Linked DNA regions of Mus musculus: all the other regions are linked to region 1. The links are chromatin contacts, called in public HiChIP or PLAC-seq maps. All regions are on one chromosome and are shown on one strand. Each heading gives the region's core, a stretch centred on a gene start, on an enhancer-like site or on the middle of the called end of the contact. The rest is flanking DNA. Distances are from core to core; before and after follow the strand shown. Region 1 holds the start of Gnaz (guanine nucleotide binding protein, alpha z subunit). Region 2 overlaps Bcr (BCR activator of RhoGEF and GTPase). Region 3 overlaps Bcr (BCR activator of RhoGEF and GTPase).

What was found. HiChIP or PLAC-seq counts read pairs in DNA pulled down with a chosen protein or histone mark.
Region 2: an H3K4me3 HiChIP or PLAC-seq map of forebrain shows a contact between it and region 1, with 2.9 times the contacts expected there. The contact joins the enhancer-like site here to the promoter of Gnaz in region 1. A contact is called at or near these places in 2 of 39 promoter capture datasets (frontonasal cranial neural crest and hematopoietic stem and progenitor cells), 2 of 484 Hi-C or Micro-C datasets (cerebellum and nephron progenitors), 8 of 115 datasets of contacts at active chromatin or transcription factors (T-cell acute lymphoblastic leukemia, double positive thymocytes, embryonic forebrain and 5 more) and 1 of 9 other capture datasets (liver).
Region 3: an H3K4me3 HiChIP or PLAC-seq map of forebrain shows a contact between it and region 1, with 4 times the contacts expected there. The contact joins the enhancer-like site here to the promoter of Gnaz in region 1. A contact is called at or near these places in 8 of 39 promoter capture datasets (the HPC-7 cell line, embryonic stem cells, hematopoietic stem and progenitor cells and 4 more), 1 of 15 datasets of contacts at CTCF or cohesin (large pre-B cells), 5 of 484 Hi-C or Micro-C datasets (cerebellum, embryonic fibroblasts, embryonic stem cells and 2 more), 10 of 115 datasets of contacts at active chromatin or transcription factors (double positive thymocytes, embryonic forebrain, embryonic hindbrain and 5 more) and 4 of 9 other capture datasets (adipose tissue, embryonic stem cells, liver and 1 more).

What each region holds. Positions count from the first base shown.
Region 1 is chr10:74,964,316-74,968,849 of GRCm38.p6, reverse strand. It overlaps Gnaz (guanine nucleotide binding protein, alpha z subunit), which reads right to left and starts at 1,673. Exons shown (of 4, transcript NM_010311.4): 1 at 1,468-1,673. The region is part of intron 4 of Rsph14 (radial spoke head homolog 14 (Chlamydomonas)); the gene reads left to right.
Region 2 is chr10:75,132,594-75,137,040 of GRCm38.p6, reverse strand. Bcr (BCR activator of RhoGEF and GTPase) reads right to left here. Exons shown (of 23, transcript NM_001081412.2): 5 at 1,040-1,147. Among named protein-coding and RNA genes, the nearest start is that of Bcr, 74 kb to the right of the region's middle. Within about 2 kb of position 1,335, at least 22 of the 459 cell types and tissues checked have an H3K27ac peak or open chromatin away from gene starts, as enhancers often do. A contact at or near this core is called in cerebellum and forebrain, where this site is marked.
Region 3 is chr10:75,154,471-75,158,603 of GRCm38.p6, reverse strand. It overlaps Bcr (BCR activator of RhoGEF and GTPase), which reads right to left. Exons shown (of 23, transcript NM_001081412.2): 10 at 3,538-3,706; 11 at 1,407-1,526; 12 at 519-594. Among named protein-coding and RNA genes, the nearest start is that of Specc1l, 56 kb to the left of the region's middle. Within about 2 kb of position 1,518, at least 15 of the 459 cell types and tissues checked have an H3K27ac peak or open chromatin away from gene starts, as enhancers often do.

The DNA.
Region 1 (4,534 bases), core at 424-2,923:
GCCATGGTGTGCCTCTGTCCATTTCCCTTCCTGTGCTTTTTCTGGCCTTTCACCCACCCCTCCCTCATCCATGTCCTGACTCCTCCCTCCCTCAATATCCCTCCCCTGCTCCTTCCCAACCCAGCCAGCTGCCCAAGTTCCTGGGCCTCTCCATTCATTCTCTTCCCTCTGCCCACATTGCCCATTCTGACCCTGCCCGTGTCCTTCAAGCTCCAGTTCAAACGTTACATTGCCCATAGGCAGGTCTGACCTGAGCCCGGGGTATCTCTCTCCCAGGCCCCTCCCAAGCCCCCCTGCACTGCACCGAAGGAAGGCCTGGTTATCAGAGCACAGCCCTATTTCCCCCTGAGGAAGGTGAATCAGTCCTGGGAGGGCTGGCCCAGTCCACTCCCACCCTTCCACCTTAGCACAAGCCCTAGGGGAGCCAGTACTCAGTAAATGTTTGCTTAATTGAATCTGGCCAAGCAGCTTCCTCTAGACAGGGGCCAGGTTAGCAGACCTAGATGATGATTCTCAGCGCTAAGAAACCACTTGGGCAGAAAAGAGTGTCAAGGCTCAGGGTCCTGCCCCAATCTCCTCCACAGACAAGGCGACATCGTTACCAGGCTGGTCCCTCCACCCTGAGACTCACACTCCAGGGAACCCTGGTCTCACTTGGCATTGCTTTCCCATCCTCCTCTCTGTAACAGGATCCCCAATTCTCGGCCTAGGCAGATTCCTGCCATCCTCCATCCAGATAGGCTCAGCACCTCCCTAAAGGCAGAGCCCCCATAGATTCACCGCAGGATCCGGAGCAGAGGCCCTCACACCCCTCCCCAAACACCCCACCGCCTTTTAAGGGAAAAAATATTGAGCCAGGAACACATTACAATCGCAGCAGGTCGATACTCATCTCTGGCTCCAAATGCCTCCAAGGAACCTGCTCCGTTGCAAGAGCGATGACCGAGAACAGCGAGCTGTTGTACCGGGCCTCAGGGCCCTCTCTTCCCGTTTTTATTTTTTTATTTTTTTACCCAAGGCCAAGCTCCTGACACCTGCGGCTGCCTGTACCCCTGGACCCCCGGAGAGAGACCCCCCGCCTGGCGTCGCTCCTGCAGATCGCCCGCCTGCACTCCGCACCCGCTCAGGGCGTGCAGTGGTCCCACATCATCCTCTGCACCCCCTGCCCAATTTCGTCAGGTGGCAGCCACCCCTTCCAAGGGTTACTGGGCCGCCGCTCCTCCCTCCCAAGGCACCTGTCTGGGCCATAGCCACCCCCTGCCCACCTAGCAGACAACCCCACCCCTAGCGGGCTCTCCCACCCGGAGGGGCATCCCTGCCTCTGCACCCCTAGCCCTATAGATCTCGGGTCCCCAGCACAAAGGCCCCAGGCCCCGACCCGGGTGGGGGTGGGGTGCGCCCCAGCCGCGCCCCCAGCCCCGGGTTCAGCTGTGCGCGCCGGGGCCGCTGGTGCGCTCACTCACTCACCTCCCGGGCGCGGCTTCGTGCGTCGGTCGAGCTGCACCCGGCGGGGCGGGGCCGCGAGCGTAGGGCTGTGGCGCCCTGGTTCTGCACGAAGCGGGTGCCGGCGGCCGCGCGAGGACGTGACCGGTCCGCGGGTGGCACACACGCTCCGCCGCCCTGGCTCCCTCCTCCGCCCTCCCGCGCCGCCTGCAAGCGGGTCCACCCGCCCCGCACCGCGCCGCCGCCGGCAGGGGGCGGAGTCGCGAGCGCAGTCCGTTGCCAGGCCAACCGCGGGCGGGGTCTGCCGCTTGTCTGCCCCGCACCACGCGCTGCCGCCCGACCACTAGCTCCGGCTCGTTTTCCATTGGGCGATAACTGCCGACGGACGTGCGAGTAGTCCAATAACGACAGACAGGGGAGGGGCGCGGCTGTGCGCGCGCCGCCTTACCGCACGCGCTGCTGGCTCCAGCTACTGTGGCACTGCACTGCGCCGAGCCTTCCCGAAGCTACTTCTAGCATCTTGGGAAACCCACCTTCAGAGCAGTGTAGCCCCGGTTCCTTGCACGCTGGCTTTCCTGCCCTACCTCAAATGGGGTTCGAACTCAGCCCTGGCAACCTATTCTCCCACAATGTCTTTTTGCAAGGTGCTGTCGTCCAGGCTTCCTTGGATAATGTCAATAATCCTTTAGGGCGCGAGAAAACCCTGATGGGTTAAGCTGGAGAGATTTCGCAGCATATGGTTCGCCCTCTCTTCTGCTCTCCTTTTTTAGCATGTAGGGGCACTTCTGGGAGTCGACCCCCGCAACAGAGAGAAGCCGAAGGGTCCCAGATCAATGAAGCCCCTGACCTCTTTGGAAACTCCCCAGGAGACATCAGATCTTTGACAAACGAACCTAGCTGTGAGATTCTACTCTCATCAGGAGGAGTCCGTCTGTGGGTCTTGGCTGGTAGTACCTTACTCCTGTACAAGAAAGACTCAGGCCAGGTGCCACCACAATAGTGCCTCTCTGCCTTCTCCATCCTTGTAACTTTAAGCATATGTGCCTTAGAGCCCAGGATGAGATGGGGAGCCATGACGATAATGTTGGTGCTTGCCAGCTAGACGCTCCAGAGGCAGGACAACATCACACCACTTTCCGTGGGATTGTCTCAATTGTGCAGTGGCTGACTGTTGTACTGCATACCCCAGGTAGACAGCCCACCTGTGAAAGGGCTGCCTAAACTTTTAGGGATGGGACCAGGTACTGGTTATGGGTACTACTGAAGCCAGTCAAGACACCTGTCTTGCTACAGTGACCAATAAGGACCGAAGGACTTTTGCTAATGGCTAAAGAGCATTTCTACCAACTCATCCGGCTGTGCAGCCAGTCTGTCACTGGAACCTGGCTGAGAGTCAGTCTCCTAATCTGTCAAAAACTGTACTATCGACTCTTCAGAGGGTTAATGTATGTAGGAAATACACCTTAGCAAGTGATTTAGGCTGGGCAGAGGCAGTTTCTGCAGCAGGTTCAGGGGGCAGAGTTCATCCTTCTGCTGAGGGTAAAACCAATGTAGGAATTACATTTGACAGTTGAATTTGCAATGGAACTTACAATATTCCTGGCGAGGGAGCAGAGGCTAGTCCCTAGACAGTCTACCTGGGCTGGTTGGGGTCTGCTGGACCTGACACTGGCAACTACCACAAAGTGAGAGGCTTTTGTCTCATGTGGTCTTTTACTGGTGGCCTCCACACTTTGCATACTTATAGCATATAGCTCTCACCTTTTTAGAAGGGTGAGGTGGGAGTGGGTGAGTGGGGGTGGGGGAGGGGGTGGGAGTGTTCTTGGAGGGGGGACCCCTACCAGGGGACAACAATTGAAATGTAAATAAATAAAATACTAGTACTAGTACTACTACTACTACTAATAATAATAATAATTATAAAAAAAGAAGACACTGGAAGCTGTAAAGTGGAGGGAGAGCATGTAGAAAGCATGATCATTCGTTCTTGTAGCTATGTCGTTATGGCAATCCAGTGGGGCTTCAGGAGCATATAGAAAGGAGAACAATGAACAGTGGGCTAGCTTTTTGAAGAAAAATGCTTGGGCTGAGCAAGGATATCAGAGAGAGGTGAGTTCCAGGGTGGGCATGAAGGGACGTGAGGTTCAGCGAGAACCTTTAGAAAGGCTAACTTGTGCACACTGGCGCCTATCAAACCTGCAAGACTACTAGCTAATGGCCTTTTAGTAAGATTGAGGAGGTTGGCTTAAGAGCCAGCAGAGAAGTTTAAGATTAGTTTTCTACATCCGAGAAGGCAGTTGAGAGAGGCATGGGCTCACAGACTGTGTGAGCTATGTTGTTGAGAATAGTCAGATAATGAAAACCTCGAATAGAGAAAAGAGGAACAAGCTCCAAAGTCAGTCTACAAGGTCTAGTGCTGGCTAGAGCCTGCTGCAACAACAACAACAACAAAAATAAATAAATAAAGTAAATAAAATCTCAGGGACATTTACTCCCTATTGACTTGAACCTAGCTGGTCCTCTGCTAGCCTTCCTGCTTCTCCACTGTGGGCAGGGGGCATCCTGCTCCTCTCTGGAGCTTCAGCTATCCAGGACCTGTCCTTTAGGGATGGCATCTGTCCTGGCTGGCTCCTTTCTGTGCTCTGCCTATCCCTATCTCCCAACACTCACTGATTCTCAGGCTGTGGCAACAGGGTGGGTTTCTGCATTTTGTTTTCCTTGGGGTCCGTGTATTTCCCCCCCAACATGTCAGACTGCACCTGGGTTAGTTATAAATATCCAGGCCTGCCTCTTGTCTTCTTAGCTGAAAAGCAACAATGTAAATGAGCAGAAAAGACACTGCCAGGCACAAACTTTAGTTTTAAATTTCCCCCTCTGTCTCAGAATGAGTCTTGGTTTTGCTGCTTAGAGACAGATGCTTTGCTGGCAATCCTTTGGTGTTGGGCCTTGCTCTCTGGGCCTCAGTCTCTTACCAAGGAAGGGGGCTAGATAGAAGCAAGGAGATCACCTCTAAAATTATAACTTTTCCGGCCTCACTTCACTTTGTCCTTCCCTTAGCCCGAGTATGTCTCATCTCAAGACAGTAGTCTCA
Region 2 (4,447 bases), core at 86-2,585, 170 kb before region 1:
TGGTTGAGATGTCTTTTCACAGCAATAGGAACTCTAACTAAGACTCCCATGATGGGACACAGGGTAGAATTACAATAACGACAGACAAGGGAGCCAGGATACATGGTTGCTGATGTTTGAATGTGTCCTCCAAAAGCCCATGAACCAGTAACAGGAAACAGGAAGCCCTACTATGCATGTTCACGGCCTACTATGCATGTTCACGGTGACTGGAGCTGGGATCTTTGATGTGAATAGGATTAGATAAGGTCACAAAGGTAGACCTTAACTGATCTGCTTGGTCTATCCTGACATGTAACATTCTGTCGTAATACAGCAAGACACTCAACAGATGTACCTCAATGTGGTGGTCTGAATATGCTTGGTCCAGAGGGTGACATCATTAGAAGGTGTGGCCTTGTTGTAGTGGGTGAGGCCTTGTTGGAGGAAGTGTGTCATTGTCGGGGTGGGTTTTAAGACCCTTTTCCTAGCTTCCTAGAAGCCAGCCCTCTCCTGTCTGTCTTTGGATAAAGATGTAGAACTCTCAACTTCTCTTGCATCACGCCTGCCTGGGTGCTGCCCTGCTCCCATCGAACCTCTGAGTTCAGCCAGTCCAATTAAATGCTGTCCTTATAAGAGTTGCCTTGGTCATGGTGTCTGATCACAGCAGTAAAACCCTAACCAAAACACTCAATGTGACCAGGCTTCTCAGTTTCCAACCACAGCTGAATACATTTCTATTCTTTATAAAGTACACAGCCCTGAACACTTTGCAATAGATTAAGACATCGGTGGGCCTCTGGAATCAGGCCCTGCCCCTTGGGTAACAGCACTGTCAGGACTATTCCTATTGAATCATGACAGATGTCCAGCCATGGAGCTGACCCAGAGAACTCTGAGTCAGAGCTGGGGTTCATACCCATCCTTTAATCTGCTCTACTTTGTTCTCCCAACGACCGTCCCACAATGCATCACGCATCGCATCGAGGGAGTGGGAGGACACGGTGGGAGTCAGCAGTACTCTGGCCTGCACGGCAGCGTCATGGCGCTTGCTCATTACCTCAGAGATTTCTGCAAACTGAGCGTTGGCCTGACAGCACTTCTCTGCAGTTTCCATGGCCACTCCGTAGTTATCCACAAAGGCTCGGTACACACCCAGCTGGCTGGCCTGCAGGGAGGAAGGAGGAGGGGGTGAGACAGAGGTGGGATAGGTGGGTACCCACTCCCTACTGTTCCAAGGATTGGGCTCTCTCGCATAGCTCTGGAAAAATCCCAGCTATGGCAGACAGCGCGAGGGCTGCAGAAACCTGCTCTTCCGAGCTCCTCCTCCCACCTGCTTCACCTCCCCACACACGGAGCACGATCCCCTCTCCTAAAATGACACGTTGAGAAGTGAGTCATAGCCCTGGACAGGTAATGGCCCCCTTTGGAGCTCCTTCCTATTCCTCCCACTCTGCTTGCATAAAGGATGCCGGGAGCAGCAGCTTAAACTTGAGGTGAGCCTCCAGATGAACACGCCTATGCAGGTGAAATGGAGGAGGCCACCCTGGCCAGGGTCCATGGAGTCTGGGTACCATGGTGCTAGGCCCATATCTCATCCTGTCAGGCAGGTGAGGAACATGTCTGGCTGACTGGAAAGAGGAGTTCTGACTGTTAGCTGCCATTCCTAAACCTCACAGGGGGCGCCCGGCTCTCACATATCCAGCAGGTAGAAGGCCTGCCAGCCACAAGGCGAGAGGCATATGGTGCTGGTCCTTTATTCAATAAACAGACATCGATAGAGGTTTCCTTCACTGAGCTCCTGCTCCCGTATGCACTCAACTAAGCACAATTTCCATGGGTAGATGGAAGGATGTGTGGCCTTCCCATGATCATCTCTGGGTCTCACATCATTTAGAGTTAGCGAGGGAGAACAACCTAGTCTTCACAAGCAACAGCATGCGGACCCAGGGCAGGCGTGCTGGCTAGGTCTGAGCCTCCCACAGCAGCTGCCCCGGGGCTAGAAACCCGGAGCATCTGCTGTTCCTGGAGCTCTCCCTGGGTTCAGCATACATTTCATTCCCACGTGCATTTGCATTTATATGCTGTGCGGCATGCTTGAATCCCAGACCGTCCTCCACTGAGCAACTCTAAGACTCGGGATACTCTTCCACTTTGTCTTCCCTTTTGGAGGCCACTGAGTGAGGGCCTCCCGGCTGCCAGAGGGTCATGACGGCCTCTCTGGGAGGAGTCTGGAGCATTTCAGCTGAGGACCACTTTTGTGACTTTTCTTTCCTCTTGCCTAAGGGCTTACTTCTTCCAGGCATGAGAAATACTAAAAAATTAATTCTTACGTTTTTGGCAACCCAACGCTGGAACCGAATGATAACAGTAAAAACGGAGATTGCCAGTATGTCATTAGTATGCCGTGGGATGGACACGGATCCCTACGGTAGTCATTCTGTACCAAAAGGACGGGAGGAAATATCTGTCCAAGTCAAAGTAACCTGTCCCCTTCAGAAATCGTCAGTTCTAGGAACTGACACAGATAGAAGGAGCCTAGAGACATCATAGCCAAATACACGCAACACTGGACAGGCCTGGATTTTGAATCAGACAGGGATTGGGGGAGAGAATTTCAACTACAAACAAAACCTCATACACTGAGAATGAACTACAGGAAATGGGCACAGTTGCAATAACTCAAGAGTCCAGGGCTCTAGAACAGGTGCCAACAATGGAATAGGTACAGAGAACTCCTTGGGTCCTAGGACTCCCGAGGGGATTCTGGGCTAGCCTTGCTGTCGTCGGAAAGGGTGGAGAGTAAGGCTGTCTGTCCTGGGAAGTCCTCAGCACTCAGCTCAGGTTAAAAACACATGAGATAAGCCGGGCGTGGTGGTGCATGCCTTTAATCCTAGCACTCGGGAGGCAGAGGCAGGCGGATTTCTGAGTTCGAGGACAGCCTGGTCTACAAAGTGAGTTCGAGGACAGCCAGGGCTACACAGAGAAACCCTGTCTCGAAAAACCAACCAACCAGCCAACCAACCAACCAACTAATCAAACACATGAGATGCTCAGCAGACGGAATGGGGATTAACTCCCCTGCAGCATCTCATACATGCAGACAGCTGAAGAGCAACACAGAAACCATTATGTTCCAGCATCCCTGAGTTTTAGAAGACTGGGAAAGAAAAGTCCCTGAGTGGTTTCCAAATACTATTTTAGGGAGAGTGCTGGGTGTGCCGCCCCTCCCCCAAATCAGCACTACTCTTTGCTTTTCTGAAGGCTTCTGGTTGAGTCTGCTCTGCAAGGTTTAAACTTATTGACACATGGCAAGAAGAGAAAGGGAGAAGAGACCAGAGAGATAAGGAGAGCCAAGAGGACAGCCACACCCTGGACTGGGGCCAGTGGCCTCCTGCTACATAATCCTTTACTCAAGATTGAAACATTCCATTCTGCACAGAGTTCCTGGAGTAGGAAGGTAAACAACTCAAAACAGATTCAGGAAGTCCCTGAAACTGACCAGATTCACTAGGCCCCCTTCTGCCAAAGTAAACAATAAAAGCTGAGTTTCTTCTCTCAGACAAGCCAAGCTGCAAAGACTGTTTTTGAGACCAGACACAGAGCAGCTGCCTGGAAAAAAATCAGAAAACAGACAAGCTGCCTGGAAGAGGTTTAGAGCAACTGAGGTACCCTAAAAGGACACTCTGGGAACACTGGACAGTGTGTTCCAGGTTCTTAGCTTTTGTGAGCTCTTACCTGTGCTGGGCTGGCTTTGGTGATGCAGCTGTCATTGAGTCATTTCTGCTCCTCAACCAGACTCTTGTTAGTCACCCCTATAAAACTCCCTGGTTCACCAAGATGGACTTTGGTGATATCTATACTTTGGTTTGTTGTGGGATCTCTATCTGGAACAAGTGAGGCAAATAGGGTGAGTAGGGCGTGTGTGTGCATGTGTGTGTGTCTCCCCAGGAAAAATTTTGTCACACGATATCTGGATGTATGGTACTCAATAAGGTATGTAGCTATGGGTCATCTTCAGGAACCCTGCACTTACAGGGACTCCGCCTTTGGATCACTATCAAGCCTGAAGAACTTATTTTCTGTATGAGGAGAAGGTTACAAGCAAAGTGTGTGAGTGTGAGTGTGAGTGTGAGTGTGTGTGTGTGTGTGTGTGTGTGTGTGTGTATAAGAAGCACCAACAATCTAGGAATTAGGATCAGCCATCTTCAGAAACAGACCAGGGCCAGCATTAACTTCCTGTGGCTTTTCTAGGAGGGGTAACCTCTCTGCTGGGCAGTTCTGCCAGGAACCCCCTCTTTTCCTCTTCCTACCCTGTACTAACATCTCCCTGGGTACCTGGCAGATTTTTGATCAGTTCTAATCTACTGAGGACTTACAGAAATTCTAACCTGCTGTCTAACTCCTCTTGTCTTTTGGATTAACGGCCCCTTATGCTAGGCAGATGTACCCCTTTATGGCATATATA
Region 3 (4,133 bases), core at 269-2,768, 190 kb before region 1:
AGAAACCAGGAAGGGAGGGGAGGGGAGGGGAAGGAAAAAGAGCTAGAACATCAACAATGGCCCACAGAGAATCCATCTGCCCCCCCCCCCCCAAAGGCCGAAGGCCAATGCACTGGTTGGTTTTGTGTCAACACAAGCTGGAGTTATCACAGAGAAAGGAGCCTCCCTTGAGGAAATGCCTCCATGAGATCCAGCTGTAATTAGTGATCAAGGGTGGAAGGGACCACTGTGGGTGGTGCCATCCCTGGGCTGGTAGTCCTGGGTTCTATAAGAAAGCAGGCTGAGCAAGTCAGGGGGAGCAGGCCAGTAAAGAACGTCCCTCCATGGCCTCTGCATCAGCTCCTGCTTCCTGACCTGCTTGTGTTCCTGTCCTGACTTCCTTTGGTGATGAACTGCAGTATGGAAGTGTAAGCTGAATAAACCCTTTCCTCCCCAACTTGCTTCTTGGTCATGATGCTTTGTGTAGGAATAGAAACCCAACTAAGACACTGGGTTCTCCAGGTACAGGGAAAACTCACATTTCTTCTGCTGCTCTCGGATGCTTTCTCTCCACTCGGCTCGCTCATAGTCAGAGGAAATAAGGAACGTGTAACTCTGTGGTGAGCAAAGACAAGAGCATGCCCCAGTTATCTCCAAGCCTGGCTGGATCGACACTGGGAGAACCCAGAGGGCTGTCTGAGGAGACACACACCAGCTGCCTGAGTCCTGGTGTGCTCAGGGCCAAGCTGGTCGTTTTGTACGCTCTCCTGTACTGACTGTACTTGGGGCTATGGGACCCAAATCTAGTACGACTGTGTCCAGCATAGGCTTTACTTGAAATGTCTGGGTCAGGGGATGACTCTGGCAGAGGGGGGACAGCTGAAGGATATGGAGGGGTTATGAGGCAGTTCTTTAAGGTGAGGGTTGATGGCCATCCAACCTCTGCATCCAATCGGAAGAAGACAAGATGGAGACAAGGGTCTACAAAGTCTGTCACCTGTCTTCCCCGCCGTGTGCTAAAGAGTAAATCATCTTATGTGTTCACAAGTACATATGGTGCTATGGAGGGAAAGTCTTGGGCTACAAATGGCACCAGACCGGAAGAGAATGTCAATGACCCTGGAGTTCCCCAGGCAGAGTTCTTGTACTCGAGGTCACATTTGCGAACACATGTACGCTGCCTGCCCTATTCCCTCCCTGGAGCCCTTACCACTTCCCAGCTGTAGGAGCTGAGTCATCTGCTATGGAGACTATAAGCCCAAAGCACCATTAGAGGGATGTGTACCCTCAAGGGACATGTGACATGCTGCGGTGATATCTTTCCGAATGGGGATGATCCCCTGTGCTGAAGAACAGCTATTGCAAAGGCACATGAGAGCTGGGGACGGAAGGCAGCTGGGAGAGTCTGGACTGCAGCTGGCACTCACCTTGCCGTTGCGACTGTGAACGCGGAAGGCCATGCTGGGAGACATTAACAGCAGCAGTGACTCCTGCTCTGACAGCTTCTTCCTCAGCCTCTCCATGACCTTGCTGCCCTTATTTGCTCTCTGTGGAGAGAGAACAGCCCTGCCTTTTCATCTGGAACCAATGTCACCTGCTCCTCCTCAGTTGTGGCTCATTGCTCTCCACCTTTAACCCCGGGCTCATGTGACACAGAAATCCCATCTGCCTGCTCATACAGCCCAGGACCTTCCTTGGCTGTTGCTGGTGCCCCTTAGAGGATGTGAAGAGCTTTTTTCTTTGGGCTGAGCCCCAGGACAAACTAGGGATATGCTCGTTTAGGCCCTTTCCAAAGGAGTCAGGTCGCCTTATAAAAGCAGAGGAGAGGCCTTCAGGTTTTTTTCAAAACCTGGACAATATTCGGGAGTGACTAGGACCTAGGGGACCTTTTCTGCTTGCTCCCTGTCTGCTCGGAGACACTCTACTACAGAAACCATGAATAAATGACCTATTATCTACTGTGGTCTTGGGTCTCCCTTTCTGAAGCTAGGGGGTTTTGCTACATGCTGCTAAATGTGCTACGCTTGCAGTGTGGCAATGGACGAAGGGGGCATGCAAGCTGAAGAGGACCTGTCCTGCTGCGATACCTCACCAGGGATTGAGGGAGCATCCCTGAGCTAAGGCCAATCTTCTGAAGATACTGCTCATTTGTGGCTAATGCCAGGGCCCCCACTCTGGCCTAGATTAGCCCCAGACTCTAGGGGTTCTCATTCTCACTCTTTACTTCTAAAACTTCTATTAGTTTTCCAGAAAAAAAACCTCAGGAGCCTGTGATCCAAAGCAGCTGGAAGGGCCACACTCTCCAGCCTCTCATCCCAGACTGTGAGCCCTCGACAGCCTAAGCAGGATGCCACTAAGTGGTTACGCACATCTCCCTGGATACTGCCCGAGGATCAGCATGGTGAACCTCAAAAGCTCCAGAGACAAGGACTTTGAGGTGTGACAGCACAAGGCCATACCCTGGAGGCCTCTATCCTGCCTAGGAGTCCAGGCTCTTGGCTTTTCCAACTCCTCTTATGCAAAGCATTCAAACACTTGCATGCAAACCCAAATCAATCCATACCCTATTCCCTATACACTGCTGGGTGAATGGCACATGCATTTGAAGTTCCAAATATGGAGGAGGCTGAGGTAAGGGGACTGCTTAGGGTCAGGATACTAGCCAGGACAACTCAGCAGATTTTTTTTTTCTGGAAAACTTTTAGAAGTTTTAGAAGTATAAGGTGTGAGAATGGGGACCCTTAGTGTCTGGGGTTAATCCAGGCCAGAGTGGGGCTTGTGTTGTATAACACAAAAGCAAGAGAATGCTTCTGTTGTCCCGAGTATGCACCCTTTCTCTGCCTGACGCTTTTCATTTCGACTTGACGTAACTTGGGGGTGGTGGGAAATGGTCCTCCCGCCCTGTATACCTTTCTTGTTCAGGATCTGTGAGTAATAACCTTCCAGCTTGTTTCCTATTGGGGAAATATATTACATTTACATCTTCCATGAGAAACATCAGAGCCTACCCTAGGCCAGGTTTTCTTGGGATGCAAGGATGGGGCAGAGGAAAAGATGAGAAGGGGGAGAGGAGAGGTATAAAGTTCGGCTCTTAACATCTGAGTGATGGAGAGGCAGGCGTAAACTGGCCTTGGGTCAGACAGGAACCACAGGTCACCCAGGAGTGCAAACAAGCCTCTGGTGCAAGAGTCTCTGGTTACATGTCAGGCACCTGGGTATCAGGCAGTTTTACAGACAAGGCAAGCATCCTATAACAGGACTCTGTGGGCACCATCACCAGTAAGTCTCATTTCCCATTGGGGCTGGCTTGCTAGTGACTTTGGTATAAGAGTTCGAATTTAGTTGGAGGCTCTCAAAACAAGTAGAGTCCATCTAGGATCACATGGATAGTACTCTGGGAGCTGGGAACTCTCAAGGGTCCCAGCAGATCCTGGAGACCAGCTGTGGGGCCAGATGCTTGGCCCAGACCGAGGAAGCACCTGTGTGGTGTGCACATGAGGGCCTGCTGTGCCCTCAGACTACATAGAACCTAGTATGTGCTCTCCCAGACAGTCACACCTTCTCTCGTTGGATGTCGCTCTTGATTTGGGAGATTTTGATCTTCAAGGCATCCAGTTCCTCATCTGGCACCAGAGGGATGTTGGGTAGTGCCTCCAATTCATCCACCATCTGGAAGCTGAGGTCCGTGAGCGGAATGTACCATTTACAGTCATATTGCTGGGTTTTGCTGGGGTGGAGAGGGAGTGGAACATTAACAGACCGACCTTTCCTTTGCTAACATTACTGCTTTTGAGGGCTCTTTACCTGACTTAAAAACTCCGCACATGTCTCACATAACAAGCTAGGCCGAGGCTGACTGACAGCAGGCATTGGTGGCCCCAGTTTTGGACAGGATAGGACACAAGTTCAGAACCATAGAGTTTGAAAGGCTGTGATCTATCTGTTAAGATCACTTCACTTGGCTAACGGGGTGGAAGTTCCCTTCTGAGTGGATTAAGTTCATTTGCACAAAGTCAGTAAAAATGTGTAGGGGATCCCACTGTGTTCTGGTGTGTTCTAACATGATTGTCTTGGCACCATTCTAAACTGATGTATCCTGGGCAAATCTCTAGTGGTGGTGGTGGTGGTGGTAGTGGGGTGAGAATGTGTGCATG